Linked DNA regions of Zea mays: region 1 is linked to region 2. A link is a contact called in public Hi-C data. All regions are on one chromosome and are shown on one strand. The core of a region is the stretch at or near the end of the contact, and the rest is flanking DNA. Distances in the headings are between cores, read along the strand shown.

Region 1 (2,700 bases), core at 30-2,529, 99 kb after region 2:
TAGTACGTAGTACCGTGTAATTTTGGGTCAGGAAGAGATGCTTAGCATCTGTTTCGATTGATCGATGTAGTATTATGCTATAATTGGAAAGGCCTCTCGATCTATTTGCAAGTTGCGTGCATGTGCTTAATCCACTCCCACTTTGGAGAGTATCGAGGCTCCGTACGGCAGTCGGCAGATTTAGCCCCTAGCTGGCACGCAGTTCAACCTATGATCCTAGCGTTCGTTTGAAATGCTGGCGCACGTATCGGTTTATGTATGCGAATGGTTCGAATGCTGGCGCACGTTAGTTTTTTTTTACACGCGGTTTGCAGGAGATCTGCCGATCGAACTTGTATGGGAAGGTTAGGGAGAAAGATTTAGCTGATGCAAATTGATGTTTCATGAGAATGATAAGGATACGTATGTATGCAGTATGCTTGTTTCCATCCTGCGTACCATGGGTGTCCATATTGAATTATTGATACGTCCATGCTTCAGACGTGGATCTTATGCGTCGAACCTTGTATCAACCAAATGATAGTTCTTAGTCATCAAGGAGACTTTCGAGGCATCTAGAATGAGGGTGGATATCCAAAGTGTTTTAAGAAATATAATACCTATATATAATATATTATCAAGCACATTATTATAAATAAGAACAAAATTTTGTATAAATCGTTTTATGTATTATTTACTCCTTACAATAAAAGAGTGAAAAATAACCAAATCTTTATCTTGATCCGAATTCTATATCTATCATTTGAGAAAATATATGATAAATTTGAAGTTTATGGTAAAAACAAGAATGTGAATATCCTATTTATTCACAATCTATAATAATAATGATGATGATAATATTCAAATAAGTATATGTTTTCATCCCTGCCGGGCACCCTCCATCCCAATCCTAACATTCTATTTGATACAAGGGTTAATTCGGTTCATTGTTTATAAAAATAGAGTTTAGCTACATGTGTTAATTGTTTATAGATGTGAATATACAATTATACATGTATACCTATGAACAGTGTAGCTGAAAAAAGTACGGCGTACCCTGGGAGGCTGGGAGGATACGTTTTAACGAGACAATTAGTTTCAGTTTTCTGGGCATAGGCATGCTGACGGGATTAAGAGAAGGCAGCTTTCGGGCCCATTCCAGGCCCAGGCAAAATTCTAGGGATCGGTCAGTCACTGACTTCACTCCCTGTCTTTTCTCCCGACATTCACCCCGAGTGCGCGCGCGCTCTCTTCCCTCGCTCGCCCGCTCGTTCGCGACGGCAACTAGGCGATCAACCTCGCCGCCCGCCGCCCTAATTTACGTGCCCAGGTCTTCGTCCGTCCCCTCTCTAGGACTTCGCCGATCCTTTCTCAGGCGACGGGAGCCAACCAGGTATGTGCACCCCGTCTCGCCCCTTCCTGGAGTGAGAAACCGGGCACCCGAACCCTAACTTAAGATATTTGGATACTCACATTCGAATCTGATCTAGTTAAAACTGTATGCGTCTATTATTGCTACTACATTCGATTTTCCTGCTATAATTATTAGAGTGTCTCCACCCTGTGGATCGTGGTTGAGGAAGACGATCACTGTGCGCTGCTACCTCATACAGCTACGTTATTGTGGTATGCTACTGTAATATATGCTTGTAAGGGACTAGTCAATTATTTCACCGAGTAGGTAAGGGCTTCTATGCTTTTAATGCTCGTGGGTAGTGTGAAATGGTCTAGTAAGAATCTCTGGTCTTACTGCAGAGGTCAGGTCAAATCTAGCTGTGATATGTGATTTGCATAATTTGGACCAAGAGCAGTTATTCGAGTGAAAAAAAAACAAAATCAGCTTGGAGTGGAAATGTATCCCAATGCACTGGTCTATGCCATAAATGCTAATAAGTTTGTTGATTTGGTAAATGCATATGGTGTGGTTGAGTGGTTCTGTGACAATGTACAGTGTTTACTTTTAATTTCCCTCAGGCGTCATTTCTATGCTTTAGTTTATGGATTTGATGGTTATATTGCTTTGATATTTGTCTGCTTTAATTTCCCTGGTTAGTCAAGATTCATTGATGATCCACCTATGTTAATGCTGATGTGCAGGAAGTATGCTTATTTTTTTACATCTTTTTTTTCTCTGTTGCTCATATTGCTGCACTTTGCTGCTGAATCTATCCCTCTTCCCATGTTTTATTAGTGACGTTTACTTGACTGTGATTTGTGAAGCTTGATTTAATCACACAAGATGCTTTCAGAGTCTTATTTCATGCAGTTGTTTCCCAATTTGTCAGGTTCACCTGTAGTTAATTTTGTAAATTATTGTTATATCTGTAGCTGCCCCAATGGAAGTTGAGCTGCCAAACATCCATAAAGTGAGTAGCAATTTCCTCTTCTATGTTGTACCCTTGTAGGGTGCACTGATTATTAATTTAAGCTTTTCAGCTCTGGTTATCCCCATTTTGTACTCTACATTCTAGATTATAAGTCGTTATAGCTTTTCTTGGTAGATAGCTTTTGCCATGTATTTAGACATAGCATATATCTAGATGCATAGCAAAATCTATGTACTTAGAAAAGCCAAAACGACTCATATTGTAGAATGGAGGGAGTGGTATTTTGACAAGTTAACATATGATACATGTTAATGTGTAGGCTACTTCGAGTGACCATTGGAGTTTAACCAGCAGCCAATACCCGTCTGGTAAATTTCCTAAGGTCTCAGTGGGT
Region 2 (2,947 bases), core at 26-2,525:
TTATATGAAGCGCATAAACCTGCTCTTGTGTGGCTGAGTACATTGGTTGTTGTCTGAACTATAATTCTTACAGAAGTATTGTATAATCTTCTTTTGAATGTATTAAGTGTACTGGGAGCCAGAACAACCATCAGTCCTTTGGCAACCCTCGACAACAAAGTTTGTTAGATCAAACATTGCATCCAAGTATCTGATCTGTAAAACAAATCTTATTGTTTTATTTGTTTCTTGTTCAACCTTTAAATAAAGATATTCGAGTACCTAAGATTTTTTATCTGGTTAGCCAATATATTTCTGTAGATATAACAGCCAAATGATATAAATTATGATATTGATGATCTTTCTTGGTCTGAATGGAGTTTTTGCACCTATTCACGGGCTAGAGAGTTCATGCACCTATTCACAGTCTATGATATTTTAGCTATTGGAGGCTCGTCAATTTGTGTTCCGTCGCAACACACGGGCACATACCTAGTTAATCACTAAAACCAACCAGGGGCCTAGATGCTTTCAGGAGTGAGTCTGTGCTTGCTTTCCTCACCGAACACAAATCTATTATCCTCCCGGTTTCCGAAACCACGATAAATATATGGTGCAACCATATATATTTGTGTAACCGTGCAATCAAGACATAAATAGAGGTGAGAGAACCTTTTTAAAATATTCTGTTTTAAAACAACCTTCTTACTTCAGTGAATATTTTATCTCGTGGAACTATCACCATAGTTTGATTTTCTCCTCGAACTTCAAACTCCAAACATTCTACCTGCTCAACTATTAAAACCATTTAAATTAGCTCTCTTACTTAGATTGAAGCGGTTTCATACTTTTTTAAAAAAAGGTAAATATCTTATAATGTTTTAAAGACATGAAAATATCTTTAGGCTTCTTCAATTCTAAGAAAAATCTAAGATACTCTCTTCGTTTTTTATTTATCACGGTTCAGTTCAAAAATAAAGTAGCGGACGAGAAATATTCGAGAACAGATGTAGTATAAATTAAGACACAACAAACCTAAACAAAATATATTAAGGTCATAAAAATATTTAGGAACTTCCAAAATAATATGCAAGAGTGAAAAATGTAACATACATGAATGTTGAATGCCTTCAGGCTATGTATTTATGCTGGTTGCATAATATGCTTTTATTGTGGAAATTGCTCAAAATGTGTAATCGTTACTGCCTTTCTGGGCCTCTCTTTATATCGGCCTAGTTTTGGCCACCAGCTTGCTTCTCATGTCCACAGATGGCCGTCTCGGCCGATCATCTGGTGATCCAGTACAGTCCGGCCGTCAATTATGCGGCCCACAAACTTCGCGTTGCGAGAACGACGAGCCACCGCAGCCGAATCAACTACCGCCGGATGCCCGGATCTGTTGGCGCCGCACTACTATAATAACGATTAATAGTGGCGGGCAAAAACTACTTTAGGAGACGGGCATTAGAGCATCTCCAATAGCTCCTGATTTATTAGCTTCTAATACCTTCAGATTGGAAGCTCCCTAACAACATTTTAGATCCAAATAAAAACCATTCTCCAACAGATTCCTATATATCTCCCAAAAAACATTGTAACTACTCCTGCATCTCTTCTCTTTCCTTCCGTCATCTCCTGTTTGGCTCCTTTTGCTCTGTCCGTCAGCAAGAGTATGAAAACGTTTTCTCTCAGATTGTGAAACTAGCTCAACGAGACTCAACGAAAGCAAGATTTCCCAAATGAATGCCTCCAAAACATTGGAAGAAAGCAAAAAAGCAGAGCGCAAGGTGCAATTGCTCTTTGACCCAGAGCTTTTCATTCTTGTTACGGTTCCTTCACGTCTAATTCCCATGGAACACTGGTTGGGGAGGACTCTACTGCAAGTGAAGGATGGTCTGACGTCTACAGAAACGCAGGTCATGGATTGGTGACAGGAATAAATGCAAGAACAAAATGATCCCAGAACGCGACGGAGGCGGTGAGAGAGGTGGGCAGCGCAGTGTGCGAGGACGGCATCCGCCGGGGCTGAAGAGCCTTTGCAGGTTCCACCGCTGCTTGATGACGGAGGTTGGCTGCCAGCGCCAGTAGGTATGAGCTCTCTCGCGCCTTGGTCACCGTCGCCGCTGTGGTGCTCATGAGCAGCATCATTATCCCATACCCATGGCCATGGCCGCAAGGTCGGGGAGCTCCATTCCCGCGCCAACGCCTCGTAAGGGCTTGTTCGGTTAGCTCTCAATCCATGTGGATTGAGCGGGATTGGATGGGTTTGAATCCTAAACAAGTCAAACTTCTTCTCAATTTTTTCCAATCCCACCCAATCCATATGTTTTGGGAATAACCGAACAAGCCCTAATGTGGCGGCGAGGAGCCGGGCGAGCGATGATGGATTTCTTCGCGCGATGGCAAGGAGCCGGGAGAAGCTGATTTCTCGAACGAGAACAAGGAGAAAAGGAAAGATTGGGAGGACAACGCTCGGCGAATACATTCGCGGTGAAGGTGATGTTTTACGCCTGCGGCGGTATAGGGAGATGGAGTAGGGAGCTGTTGGATACTTGTTTTTGCTTTTTTCCCAACAATATAATTTAGGATTAGATGTTTTGGGAGCTGTTGGAGATGCTCTTACAACCGACGTAAGGCCTTCGTTAATCAATGATTAACGAAGGTGACTACTATGTCTGTCTCGGTTAATGGATTAACGGATGCCAGCGCGTTAAAGCAACCGTCTCTGTTAATACGAATCAATTGAGGTGGTTGTCTTTGTGTATCCGTCTCAGTAAATAGTTTTAAGATTTAAATAAGAGTATCTGAGCCCGGTAGCCCATCGAGCCCGGCCCCGCACCACCTCTGCCGCCACCACCACCTTTGGATCCACGCCGTCGTCACTAGATCCGCGTCCTTCGCCACTGAATCTGTCGCTGACGCGCATGTCCCTGCTGAATCCATCGTTGGAGAGCTTCTCGATAGACCA

What was found. Hi-C and Micro-C count contacts between places; a contact is called where the count stands out from the background.
Region 1: a Hi-C map of seedling shows a contact between it and region 2, with 6 times the contacts expected there. The contact joins the promoter of dsy2 here to the enhancer-like site in region 2. A contact is called at or near these places in 12 of 25 Hi-C or Micro-C datasets (bundle sheath, ear, leaf and 4 more) and 1 of 3 datasets of contacts at active chromatin or transcription factors (leaf).

Annotation. Positions count from the first base shown.
Region 1 is chr5:91,733,909-91,736,608 of Zm-B73-REFERENCE-NAM-5.0, forward strand. It overlaps dsy2 (desynaptic2), which reads left to right and starts at 1,280. Exons shown (of 13, transcript NM_001319706.1): 1 at 1,280-1,372; 2 at 2,265-2,345; 3 at 2,626-2,700. The coding sequence starts at 2,316. LOC103626702 (zinc finger protein CONSTANS-LIKE 3) reads left to right here. Exons shown (of 3, transcript XM_008647090.2): 3 at 1-111.
Region 2 is chr5:91,634,841-91,637,787 of Zm-B73-REFERENCE-NAM-5.0, forward strand. No RefSeq gene overlaps it. Among protein-coding and RNA genes, the nearest start is that of LOC103626702, 96 kb to the right of the region's middle. Within about 2 kb of position 1,276, at least 15 of the 20 cell types and tissues checked have an H3K27ac peak or open chromatin away from gene starts, as enhancers often do. A contact at or near this core is called in ear, leaf, seedling and 1 more, where this site is marked.